Regions from separate parts of the Mus musculus genome. Here regions 1 and 3 are each linked to region 2. A link is a contact called in public Hi-C and HiChIP or PLAC-seq data. All regions are on one chromosome and are shown on one strand. The core of a region is the stretch at or near the end of the contact, and the rest is flanking DNA. Distances in the headings are between cores, read along the strand shown. Region 1 holds the start of 5430437J10Rik (RIKEN cDNA 5430437J10 gene). Region 2 overlaps Gm41257 (a long non-coding RNA gene). Region 3 has its middle 49 kb from the start of 5430437J10Rik.

Region 1 (3,763 bases), core at 1,170-3,669, 230 kb after region 2:
TGTTCTCCATCCAACACAAGGCTGTAGAGCACACGGTAGCTGATGTCACACCCCCTTTTTGGCATCTACACCCTATTTTGTAAAGTTAGGAGATCTCAAGACCATAAAAAATGTCCTAGGGTACTGTCCTAATTCAAATACACATGCATGAACATATGCATGCACACAAGCACTTATGCACCTATACATGCACGCATTCATACATGCACACATGCACACATGTTACCTTCTGAAATGATTTTTTTGTCTGTGACGCATTCTTTTTGCCCCTTTCTTCACATTTTGAGCCTTGGTTTCACAACATCACCTTGGCTTCTGGGTGGAATTGACAACTCTCTGTTCTTCCCATAGGGTCACCAGCTGATGGTGGAATGAGCTGGCATCCATTCTGAAGCTGCTATCTGTTGGAATGCTTTCAGACAAAGCAGGAAATAAAAAGGAAAATTTTAGGAATTAAAGACAATTTCCATGGAATAAGAAAATCCCTACTGATAATTTCCCCAGACATACTTAGAGAACCTATGTAAACAGAAAAAGAAAATTTCAAAGATTTAATCAGAGCCAAGGCCCAGAATATAACAGAAAGGCTAAAGACATTACAGGGAAGAATGTGGTCTTCAGAAAAGGATCAGAGAGAGTTTAAGAACAGTGATAGGGCTGTAATAGGCTCCAAACGTTCTGTGGTCTTCAGTTTTGCACACTAGTTTATGTTGACTAGTACCAAGAGACTGAAATCCTAGCAGCTGGGCAGACCTAGGATGCCAACTAAGGTGGCTAATAGTCTATTGGGACTATGGGAGCACTTGGTTTGTGGCTAGTATAGACTGTGACATACTCAAAGTGTAAGATGCTCACCATGTTCTGATGACTGCATATGGGGAAAAAACAGCAGAAAAAAGGTGCTCATTAATAGTCTAACATTGATTAGATACTGAAATGATGAGTATTTTGAACATGTTAAGTTAAAATGTATTACTGAAATTAATCTTAATCTATGAAAAAAAAAAAACCTGTCCTTACTAGAAAATTGAAAACTATACCTGTGGTTCCTGTGAGTAGCCTGTATTCCATTTCTAGCATGTAGTGTAGACTTGGGCACAGCAAAGCTTTGTGTAGGAAGCTTAGCTGGCTGGGCTTCAGTGTATGCATCTCTGAAAGTCAGGAGCAAAGATGACTGGAAGGACTTGGTCCTCAAAGGCTTTGATCACATTCTTTCTTCAGTCCATGATTAACCTTGAGAAAATGACTTCTTATGAATATCGACTTATGCTTTCACGTTGGTGACACATTACCTTGGACATATTAGGTCTCCCAATGTTAGTCAGTTTGCAAATAATCTCTAAGTATAGCTCATTATTTATGGTAGCAAATGGAGATGTGCAGCTCAACATATTGAGAAACCCAGGGTGGAGAGCGTAGGGCAAGGGTCACAGAGTGAATCACAGCCTGGGTTTGAATTGGCATCTCTATGAGTCATTCTTGAGTTTAACCACTAGACAAATTTCCTCTTGAGAAATACTAAGTGTGATGGATCTTTCCCACCAGCATTCCAAGGACTGTTGAATCGGTGTCTGCCAAGATAATTATTAAGTAATAAAAGTGAGGTGGGCGACATGAAATTTCGTGGATCCTAGCCAGGAGCGATGTGTTATCTGTGTAAGAAACTGGCCCAATCTGAGACGTTTAAAGGGAACACAGTGATGTTATGTCTTTAGGGAGACATGGAGGGAATCCCACTGCAGAAGTGAAAGTGCTACTTCCTGCTTTTTAAAAAATCATTTCAAAATGGAAACGTATTTAGAAAAATGCCAAGACCAGGTTCATGGTGCTTTTTCACAAGGCTGAGGCCCCAGTTGGGTGGGAGTGAGAACTTGCATAAATTCTTTTCTGTCCCAAGAGGTATTTGAGCAGTGTGCTTCTACATGATGAAGCCGGTTACATCTGTGAACATGGTTACACCTGTGAGGTAGGCATATTTAAGCTTTCGAGGGTTGTAGTTCATGGCACTGAGCTTTGGTCCCATGATACTGCATGCACAACTTTCCTGTGGCAGTGATTGCAATCTGGTGAGCACCAGCATCTCTGCTCACAGCTGCTCTTTGTATCCCGCAGGTGAAGGAATTTAGTGTTTCTTTAGCATTTATTTTTTTAATACTGAGGAATGTAGGTACTTGTAGCCACATTGGTAGTGGTTTGTGAGAATTGAGGAATTGAGCCTAGCTATGTGACCACTCTCCACCCTCAGAAAAAAAAAAAAAAAAGAAAAGGGAAGAGAGAACTCAGGATGTAAAAGGCCTCTCATTGAGAGACTAGCCAGTTGGGATAGGAAGCCATGAGCTGCCAATCCACAGCACCTCCTATTGTAGCTAGAAAAGGGTGGGATGAAGATGGCTTTTACATCTCTAGGACGGAGGTGTTAGAAGCTGGATCAGGGACTGGATCAGAGGATCAGGGGAGGTAAGGTAATTTGTATGAGGAATTAGAGCTGCAGATACTTATGAAAGCTATGGGGAAGGACCAACCTAGAGCAGTGATTCATGCAGATAAAGATGGTAGGCTACCCAATCAGGGAGTCTAATACATAAGTTTGAAGATTTTGTTCTCTCTCTAGTGTAATCTCTGTCATATAACCCTATATTTAGACAAGAAAGAATTCACTATAGAGGCTGAGCAGTGGTGCTCCAGGAACTTGTCTACTGTGGGGTAGATTCATGATAACCTACTTAAGGCGGCAGCCACTAGAAGAAGGAAGAGTCAACACAGAATGCAAAGCATGGTATTTTGTTTTTATTTTTCAAGCTACTTCATCTGGGATTTAATGGGTAAGTTACAGTTAATTTTTAAAAATTTATTTATTTATTTACACCCCAAATGCTGCTGCCCCTCCTACTGGTCTTCCCTTCATGGAGTTCCTCCTGTCCTCTCCCACTGACACAGGACAAGGTATGCAGCAGCCCTCTGCTACATATGTGCCGGGGTCCTTGGTCCAGCCCAGGTATGGTGTTTGCTTGGTGGCTCAGCCTCTGAGAGCTCCCAGGGGTCCAGGATTTTTGACACAGTTAGTCTTTCAGTAGGGTTCCTATCCCCTTCAGGGCCTTCAATCCCATAAGGGTCCTGGAAGTGGTTATCTGCATCTTTTTGGTCAGCTGCTGGGTGGAGCTTCTCAGAGGACAGTCATGCTAGGCTTCTGTCTGTAAGCTTAACAGAGAATCATTAATAGTGTCAGGAATTGGTGCTTGCCTAAGGGATGGGTCTCAAGTTGGACCAGCTATTGGTTGGTCATTCCTTCATTCTCTGCTCCATTTGGCCCTGCATTTCTCTTAGACAGGACACATTTTGGGTTGAAAGTTTTGTGGGTGGGTTGGTGTCCTTAGCCCTCCACTGGGGTCCTTCCTGACTACAGGAGGTAGTGTCTTCAGGTCCATGTCCCCACTGATAGGCATCTCCACTAGGTTACCCTCATTGACTCCTGGGAGCCTCCCCTATCTCAGTTCTCAGGGACAGCCTAGAAATCCACTCCCCCCATCTCTGGCAGCTGCAGATTTCCATTTATTATCCTGGTCTTCTGGGCCTTACTCTTGTCTCTGGCCACACCTGATCCTGTCCTCCTGTTTCCCTCATGCTCCTCTCTCCCATCCACTTTCCTCCCTCCCCTTGCCTCCCTTTACTATTATGTTTCCCTTCTAAGTGGGATACAAGCATCCTCACTTGGGTCTTCTTGTTTAACTTCTTTGGGTCTGTGGGTGTATCATGAGTATCCTGT
Region 2 (4,345 bases), core at 619-3,118:
AGAGAAAAGAAAAAGAAAGGAAAAAGAAAAAAAAAGAAAAAGAAAAAGAAAAAGAAAAAGAAAAGCCTTGGGCAGTGGTAGGTAGTTCATGCCTTTAATCCCAGCACTCAAGAGGCAGAGGAAGGTAGATCTCTGAGTTTGAGGCCAGCTTGGTCTACAGAATGAGTTTCAGGACAACCAGGGTTCCAAAGAGAAACCCTATCTGGGAAAAAAAATGTCATGGGGAATTATGAGAGGCTGTGACTGTGAAGGAGCTGCTGAGAAGGAACTGGAGGGGTTGTATATGATCTAAGTACATTGTGCAAATGTATGAAATCACAAAATAAGTAAATATAGAGCCAAAATACCATGACAGGCAACCAAAAACAAAGCAATGGAGCAAAGCAAAACAAACCAAAACAATTGTACCAAGCTAGACCGACAGAGAAAAGAACTGTCCACATTTAAGGTGTACAATACGGTGAACTTGAAGACAAATACTCACTTGTGTAATCATTGCTACAGTTAATGTTTTCAACACACCCACCCGCTGCAGTTTCCCCTGAACCCCTATTTACCTTTTGCCTTTAAACTATTTTATTCATTTTTTGAAATTTTCATACATTTTTTTCAATGCATCTTGACAGTGTCAATCAATTCCTTCTTCCCCAAGCCTCCATCATATCCCCATTCCATTTCTTTTCTACTTTATGCTTTCTTTTTGTTGTTGTTATCAATAATTCCCCGAGTCCACTGAGTACACGGTATGTGGGGCTGCTCACTGGGGCATGGCAACCTACCGGTGGCCAAGTCCCAAAGGAGAGTAACTCCCTCGCTCAGCAGCCACCAGCTGCCAATAACTACGCCAGGGCTACTTTACCATCTGTGCTGGAATTTTGACTGGTTTGGTCTTGCACAGGCACCACAAGTGCAGCATCTGTCAGGTTGTGTCGGGAAGGCAGCACTTCACAGTTCTCTTCCGTTCTTCCCACTCCTTCTCCGACCCTGTTGCCTGATCCTTCCACAGTGGAAGGCTGACTCAGTAGACTTCACTCACAGCGGAGCCCGCACTGTTACATATACTGGATGCTTTGCCCAGTTACGAGTTTCTGAATTAAGCGATATCTACTGCAAAAAGCAGCTTCTCTCACCAAAGTCGGGAGCAACACAGAAATCAATTTCCATAAGGTTTCTTCATTATCTTCCACTTCCTGTCCTCTCCCTGCTAAAAATAAACCAATCAAGAGTTGAACATGTGTTTCTGAACTGATCTACTTTGCCAATCTTATGAAGTCTTACATTTAAGTTTGGTATGAGTGACAAGAAAAGAGAAGAACTGTGAACGAAAAGAAAGGTTTGAAAACCCAGAGCGAAGACACCATCCTGAATTGGCTCTGTGGGGGAGCTGAGCAAGGTTCTCCATGGTCTGCTTGTCCTGCCAAAATAACATACCGCACACAAAGTAGGTTAAGCAAGATAAATTTCCTTTCTTACAGCTGTGGAAGCTGCAAGGGTATTGGCAAGTTAAGATTCAGACACATCTCTGTGCTATGCAGATGCTCAGGCTCTTTTTGCCTTGCTTCTGTGTCCCCAGAGAACCTGCCTCATGTCAGGATACCAGTCAGACTGGATTAGAGCTGACCCTAACCCATGTCCCCTTGCTCCCTGCCCTGAGAGCCTTGTCCCTCTTTACTGGTAGTCATGTTGGGACTCCAGTTTCAATTTCAGAGAGTGGGCATCACAGCCAGCCCGCAGGAAGGCAATCCTTACAGGGCTTTTTATTATTCTGACAGAATTCGAAAGCGAATTGAGGATGTAAATGACTACAAACCTTCAGACCGAAATTAACTGGGGATAGCTCACTGAAGAATGAGGGTGATTACTAACACATTATGCAAATGGAGGAAACTAGATAAGAAAAGTAAATGGGCAATTTGAAGTGTAAGTGGCTTTATGCTACACAGTGAATTCATGGCCCGTCATCGGAGAAGTCATGCGTTTGCGGTGTCGGAGAATTAACTTGTCAAAATTGCTTGCATTTCTCATGTTTGTGTGGTTTGTTTTGAAACCTTTCTACAAGTCAAAGAGATTTATGGTATTTCCTTTATTATTTTTGGAAGAAAAAGCGGTGGAAAGAAAGTGTAAACATTAAACAAAATGAAGCTCTAGTTAAGTTGTTATTTAGTAACAAAGGAAATAGTTACCTAGTACCTAATTCATAATCTTTTGAAATATAATAAAAAATATTTAATTAAGATAAGCATCTAGTAAGGTGTTTATTTCATTTTATTAAGTTCTGAAAACCAATATTGCCACAATTATAATAAAAACTACCAAAACTATTGAGTTTTTTTAACCTTTTATCATTTTCAAATTAAAATGATAAATTAAAATTAAAATCCTTAATACTTAGAATGCTGAATGCTCAAATGTTTCTAGAAGAATTTAAAAATGTATGTATTGTCAGCTTGTCTATTTGACATATAACATGCATTGTCTGTGCTGTTACTTGTCCTCCCTCCCTCCCTCTCTCCCTCCCTCCCTCCCTCCCTCCCTCCCTCCCTCCCTCCTTCTTTCTTTCTTTCTTTCTTTCTTTCTTTCTTTCTTTCTTTCTTTCTTTCTGTCTTTCTTTCTTTCTTTGTTTTAAATCTACCTTTTGTTTTCATTAACAAGGCAAAATGACCATACCCAAGTCGCGGCATTGTTCGAGAGCTTTGCATGTGATAGTGAGATGGTGAATTACTTTATCATTGAGGTTATGCAGTATGGAACATTTCTCGTACATTTAACTGGATCTTTTCAGCTTTAATAAAGCTGTGAGTTAAATAACAAAAATCAGATAATTAACTCAGTCTTTACTTATTCAACTTGAAACAAACGAAAAATGTTTTGTGTCTTGTTTTGTTTTTGTTTTTCCCCAAATTGCTTGTGTTAGGTATGCAATGGAAAGACACAGCTGCCTGGCATACAATTCTGGTCTTACGATTCTTAGCTGTAACAACTCTGGGCAAGTTGTTGAGTATGTTTTTGTCTCAGTTTCTTTTGTGTGAAATGGTATTGCATTAATGCCTACTTTTAGTTTCGCTGTAGGATTAAACGAGGTAGCTGTGGAAAGTGCTTAGGAGGGGTACACGCCCATCATTAACATCATAGGTGTTAATTTACTAGATGTTTTTATTGTTAGCTGAAGTGGCATACCCTCCCCCACCCTTCTGCATTGTATAGTTGCACAATTAAACCCAAAACCCCAGAACCATTTCACTGATAAATAGTATTCCATAAGAAAGGAAGCTCTTGATCTGGGAATTATGACATCTTCTCCAAACCAAATTTGAGAAAGCTCTGCCCTTGAGCATCAATGAATCCAGAACTGGCATCTCCCCACATCTTGAACAGCAAGTATTATGTTTGGCTGATGTGCAAAAATTGAGCTGGCTACAGAGAAGTTGAGGCAGGATTGGTTATAGTTTCCTAGAAAGGAATTGCTTTAAATACCGAGAAGAGCAGAATGGACTCTTCTCAGCACTCCATAGATGCAAGCTGCTTAACAGGAGTGACTGAACGTGGAGGCTGAACGTCACTTGCAGGGTGCACACGGTAATATCCCAGCCTCCTCAGGGCAACTTGCAGCAACTGAAAAATTATATCCCCACACATAGGTGTATGGAATCCTAAAGGAGATGGACTCATGGATCTTGACTGATATCAGATCTAGCCTGTGAAGATTGTCTCATCTGGTGGCTAGGATGGGTCACCAAGGGATTATTATTGGTTCTGAAAATGTGTGGCTTCTTCAGACTTATATAATGATTGCTTAGATTCTTTGGACCTTAGTTTCTCCACAAATAAGTGAAGGGAAAGACATTTTTTTAATTGAAATGATTTTTTTCATATACTATATGCTGATAATTGTTTCCACCCCCCCAGTTCCATGTGCTTTCTTATTCTCTTTGGAAAACAAACAAACAAACAGACAAACAAACAGGCAAACAAAACAGGATAAAGAAAAAAACAAAACAGCAACAAAAACAAACCAAAGAAGAATCACAAGAAACATGCACACATGCACATACACATACACACACACATACACATACACATACACGCACATGTACACGCACACGCACACGCACACACACACAAATGAAACCTATAAAGGAACAAAATCGGAAAGCATAATATCAAAGCAAGTCAAAAACATCTAAACAAAGCAGTATGAGGTGAAATGTCTACAGAAGTACCATTGAGTTCATTTTGTGCTGGGCATCTACTGCTGAGGATGTGGTGTGCCCTTAAGTGGAGTTAAGATACCCAGTGAAATGCCAAGAGAAAGGCTTGCATTTGATGTGAGAATCTCAAAGACACA
Region 3 (4,040 bases), core at 115-2,614, 180 kb after region 2:
CATTTTCTTTGACTGTTGTGCCGGTGTTCTCTATGGAATCTTCTGCATGTGAGATTCTCTCTTCCATCTCTTGTATTCTGTTGCTGATTCTCACATGTATGGTTCCAGATATCTTTCCTAGGGTTTCTATCTCCACCACTGTCTCACTTTTGGTTTTCTTTATTGTGTTTAGTTTCCCTTTTAGGTCTTGTATGGTTTTGTCCTATTCCATCACCTGTTTGGTTGTGTTTTCCTGTATTTCTTTAAGGGATTCTACCTCTTTAGCAGTGTTCTCCTGTATTTCTTTAAGTGAGTTATTAAAGTCCTTCTTGATGTCCTCTACCAGCATCAAGAGATATGATTTTAAAACCGAGTCTTGCATTTTGGGTGTGTTGGGTATCTAGGACTGGCTGAGGTGGGAGTGCTGGGTTCTGATGATGGTGAGTGGTCTTGGTTTCTGTTAGTAAGATTCTTATGTTTGCCTTTCGCCCTCTGGTAATTTCTGGAGTTAGTTGTTATAGTTGTCTCTGATTGGAGCTTGCTCCTCCTGTGATTCTGTTAGCCTCTGTGAGCAGATCTGGTAGTGTAGCTCTCTCCTGAGTTTCAGTGGTCAGAGTACTCTCTGTAGGCAAGTTCTCCTTTTTCAGGGAAGGTGCACAGATATCTTGTGTTTGGACCTCCCTCCTGGCTTAAGATGAAGTCCTGAAACAGGGCCTGTCCCAGAATCTGTATACCTTCTGTAGTGTGTTCTCTCACCTGAGCAGACTAGTCTCTGAGGGATCTGGTACCCAATATTGCTCTCCCAGGTGCTCTGTTGTAGAGCCCTCCTGGGCAGGGCAGATACCTCTCCTCTGTCAGGGAAGGTGCCGGGATGTCTGGAGCCCGAAATGGGCTCTGTTCCAGAAGCTGTGTTGCTTCTGCCTGTTGTAGAAGCTGTGTAGCTTCTGTAGTCCGCACTCTCGCCTGGGCAGACTAGTCTTTGAGGGATCTGGGACCCAAGATGGCTCCCCCCAGGTGCTCTGCAGCAGAGCCCTCCTCTGTCGGGGAAGGTGCCTGGATGTCTGGAGACTATAAATTTTTACTTCCTGGTTCCTGTTTTCTTCTGTGTAACTCTTCAACTTTACACTGTATCCTTGTTTCCTTTTCTGTAATCCCTCAAAAGCATAGACTTTTCCCTGGAAAGGAAACTAGAGATCCTGTTGTCCAAGTCCTTCACCTTACAGACGAGAACCTCCAGGCCAATGTTGATTTATTAACACCCGGAAGATGAATAAAGTAATAGCAGAAGTGAAAGATTAGGATCTTTTGAGCATAGTTGCTGTCAACGTGGTTTGACTCTTCTCAGAGCTCTGAGTCACTGTCTGTGTGATTGCACATTTGATTAAACACATACAGTTCCTTCTATAATTAGAGGCAGGTAAAAATAGCAAAGTGACTTGACCACTTCTCCATTTCCCTGGAGCCCATGTCACAATTATCGTCTTCCTTTTGACAGCAATGTTATAGTTTTATATTAACTATTTTATTCGTTTTTGGGGGTTTAATATAATTACTGCCTGGGGCCACTGAGGATTAGTGAAGCATATGTAAATAAAATCTGGGTGAGTTCAGAAAAGCACGAGGAGGGGAGATGTAGGAAACCCCCTGTAGCATTGCAGAGGTGTCAGGGCAGAAGTGAGAGCTGCAAACATGTCACAGCCTGGCGATGCTGTATCATAACCTACAAGTCAGGAGGTCTGGATTCCCTGTTCCTGGGTGCAGGTCTGAACCTTGGAAAGTTGATGACATTTAGCTGTCATTGGTGGCTTTCATTATTAGAATGAGCTAAAAGAGAAGGGACCTTTAAAGTGACCTTTCCCACCAGAACCTATGACCCAGATGATGTCATGCATGACAGGCCCTGTTACAGGGATTTTTCACATGATCAGCTGAGGAGCTACAATATCCATTTTGAACTTGTCCTGTAGTTCTCAAAAGAATGTACTAATCTTCAGCCGTGTGTGTGTGTGTGTGTGTGTGTGTGTGTGTGTGTGTGTGTGTGGGCCTTCTGTATGAGAATGAGAAGATGTTGGGTGAGAGCCTCATTTAGGTGACAGGAAAATAAATTACTTCAATCTACATTAATGATGAAAGTTCATTTACTCCTATTTTATTAATATATTTTTAGTTAAAAGAGAATTACATCCCTTTCCCACTACCCCTTTCCTCCCTCCAGCCCCTTCCCAGATATTTTTTCCTCCAATCCCTCCTATGACCTTCCCATGCTTACATTGCTAGCCTCTATTTCTTTGATTATTACTGTTTCATATATACATATGTGTGTGTGTGTGTGTGTGTGTGTGTGTGTGTGTGTGCACGTGCATAAGTATCCACAAATATATAATCAACTTTCTGGGTCTTTTTTGGTTGTTTGTGTATATATGGACCCGTATTCATTGAGTAACCAACAAGGGGACTTATATCCAGGAGAGGCTAATTCTCCTCTGGCTGTTATTAGTTGCCTGTGGGTGGGTCCCATGACATTTTACCCACTTTCATGTCACCAGATCTATTGATAATGAAATTGTTCCAGTCTTGTTTATTCAGCCATTTCTAGGAGAGACTGTTTCACAGCCAACTTCCTGGTGTTCTGGATCAGACAATCTTTTTACCCTTTCTTCCAGGATATGCCCTGAGCCAAGCCATAGATATAAGAGCTGTGATATAAGTGTATCCATTGAGGCTGGGCTCCTCATGATCTGTCGCTGTATTGTGTTCAGCTGTGGGTTTTTTGTGATAGACTCCATTTGCTGTAAATAGAGGCTCTGTTTGATGAGGTGTGGGAGCTACCTACACTTATCTGTACCCACAGCATTGAAGGATGAGATTTGAGTTGTAGTGAGTAATTACTCTGGTTTAGCCAAGTCATGGTGGTAAATTCTTTTCTAAGGTCTATGCCCTCACAAAACTTGAGAAGCTAGCTAGATTTCCCATACAAGGCATGAATTCCTTCCTGTTGCATGAGACTTAAGTCTAATTAGACAGCTGTTGGTTATCACCAACACACAAGGGATTCTCATTTCATTCTTTGGATATCTTATCATGCTGATCATTGTTGTGCTTCATAGGTTTTGCAGCTGGGTAGGACTCTTGAGTTGCCTCCCTCCACTGACAACTTGTATATCATAGAAGCTAGAGTCATCCACTTGACTCATCTGAGTTCTGGGTTCAAAGTGTGTGGTGTTAGCAGTAAACGAGGACTACATTGATAGTAGTCTGTGTTGTTTTAGGAGTCACTTGAATAACTCTTAAACATTCCAAAGAAAATTTCTCATTCTGGCTCCTGGATTTTGTTGGTGTTAGCCTATGGTTGTTTTGGGGAAGCAATTAAAAAAATAGCATGTAAGTGAATGGAGTCTTCAGCAATAGTGACTTACCTCCCACCTCTGGGGCAACAAAAGGCAGTCCAGTAGCCTATAATATTTTGGGATTTTCTTGGAAAACCCTGACAAAAACGAGAGCTTCTTGTGCTTGGTGTTAGGGTTATGTTAGTCTATGACTCCTCAGGGAGCACTGTATCGATGGTCATCTCTGAAAACATACACAGAAAAGTAACATTGTTTGTACTGAGCAGGTTGTATTTATATATTTACGAATATGTATATATGTATATAAATTTATTACATATTTGTAACCAGTCTTTTTTTATTTATTAGGTATTTTCTTCATTTACATTTCCAATGCTATCCCAAAAGTCCCCCATACACTCCCCCCCACTCCCCTACCCACCCACTCCCACTTCTTGGCCAGGCATTCCCATGTACCGGGGCATATAAAGTTTGCAAGACCAATGGGGCTCTCTTTCCAATGATGGCAGACTAGGACATCTTCTGATACATAAGCAGCTAGAGACACGAACTCTGGGGATACTGGTTAGTTCATATGGTTGTTCCATCTATAGGGTTGCAGAACCCTTTAGCTCCTTGGGTATTTTGTCTAGCTCCTCCATTGGGGGCCCTGTGATCCAGCTAATAGCTGACTGTGAGCATCCACTTCTGTGTTTGCTAGGCCTCAGCATAGCC

Evidence for each region. A called contact is a pair of places that touch in the nucleus more often than the background predicts. HiChIP or PLAC-seq counts read pairs in DNA pulled down with a chosen protein or histone mark.
Region 1: a contact with region 2 is called in a Hi-C map of bone marrow-derived macrophages, with 17 read pairs. The contact joins the promoter of 5430437J10Rik here to the enhancer-like site in region 2. A contact is called at or near these places in 2 of 484 Hi-C or Micro-C datasets (bone marrow-derived macrophages and group 2 innate lymphoid cells) and 1 of 115 datasets of contacts at active chromatin or transcription factors (bone marrow-derived macrophages).
Region 3: a contact with region 2 is called in an H3K4me3 HiChIP or PLAC-seq map of bone marrow-derived macrophages, with 5 times the contacts expected there. The contact joins two enhancer-like sites. A contact is called at or near these places in 3 of 484 Hi-C or Micro-C datasets (the HPC-5 cell line, bone marrow-derived macrophages and nephron progenitors) and 2 of 115 datasets of contacts at active chromatin or transcription factors (CD8 T cells and bone marrow-derived macrophages).

What each region holds. Positions count from the first base shown.
Region 1 is chr15:5,493,899-5,497,661 of GRCm38.p6, forward strand. 5430437J10Rik (RIKEN cDNA 5430437J10 gene) reads left to right here and starts at 2,420. Exons shown (of 5, transcript NR_045274.2): 1 at 2,420-2,457.
Region 2 is chr15:5,261,498-5,265,842 of GRCm38.p6, forward strand. All of the region lies in intron 1 of Gm41257 (a long non-coding RNA gene), which reads left to right. Among named protein-coding and RNA genes, the nearest start is that of Gm41257, 9.0 kb to the left of the region's middle. Within about 2 kb of position 1,869, at least 36 of the 459 cell types and tissues checked have an H3K27ac peak or open chromatin away from gene starts, as enhancers often do. A contact at or near this core is called in bone marrow-derived macrophages, where this site is marked.
Region 3 is chr15:5,445,252-5,449,291 of GRCm38.p6, forward strand. It overlaps the pseudogene Gm46496. Among named protein-coding and RNA genes, the nearest start is that of 5430437J10Rik, 49 kb to the right of the region's middle. Within about 2 kb of position 1,365, at least 126 of the 459 cell types and tissues checked have an H3K27ac peak or open chromatin away from gene starts, as enhancers often do. A contact at or near this core is called in bone marrow-derived macrophages, where this site is marked.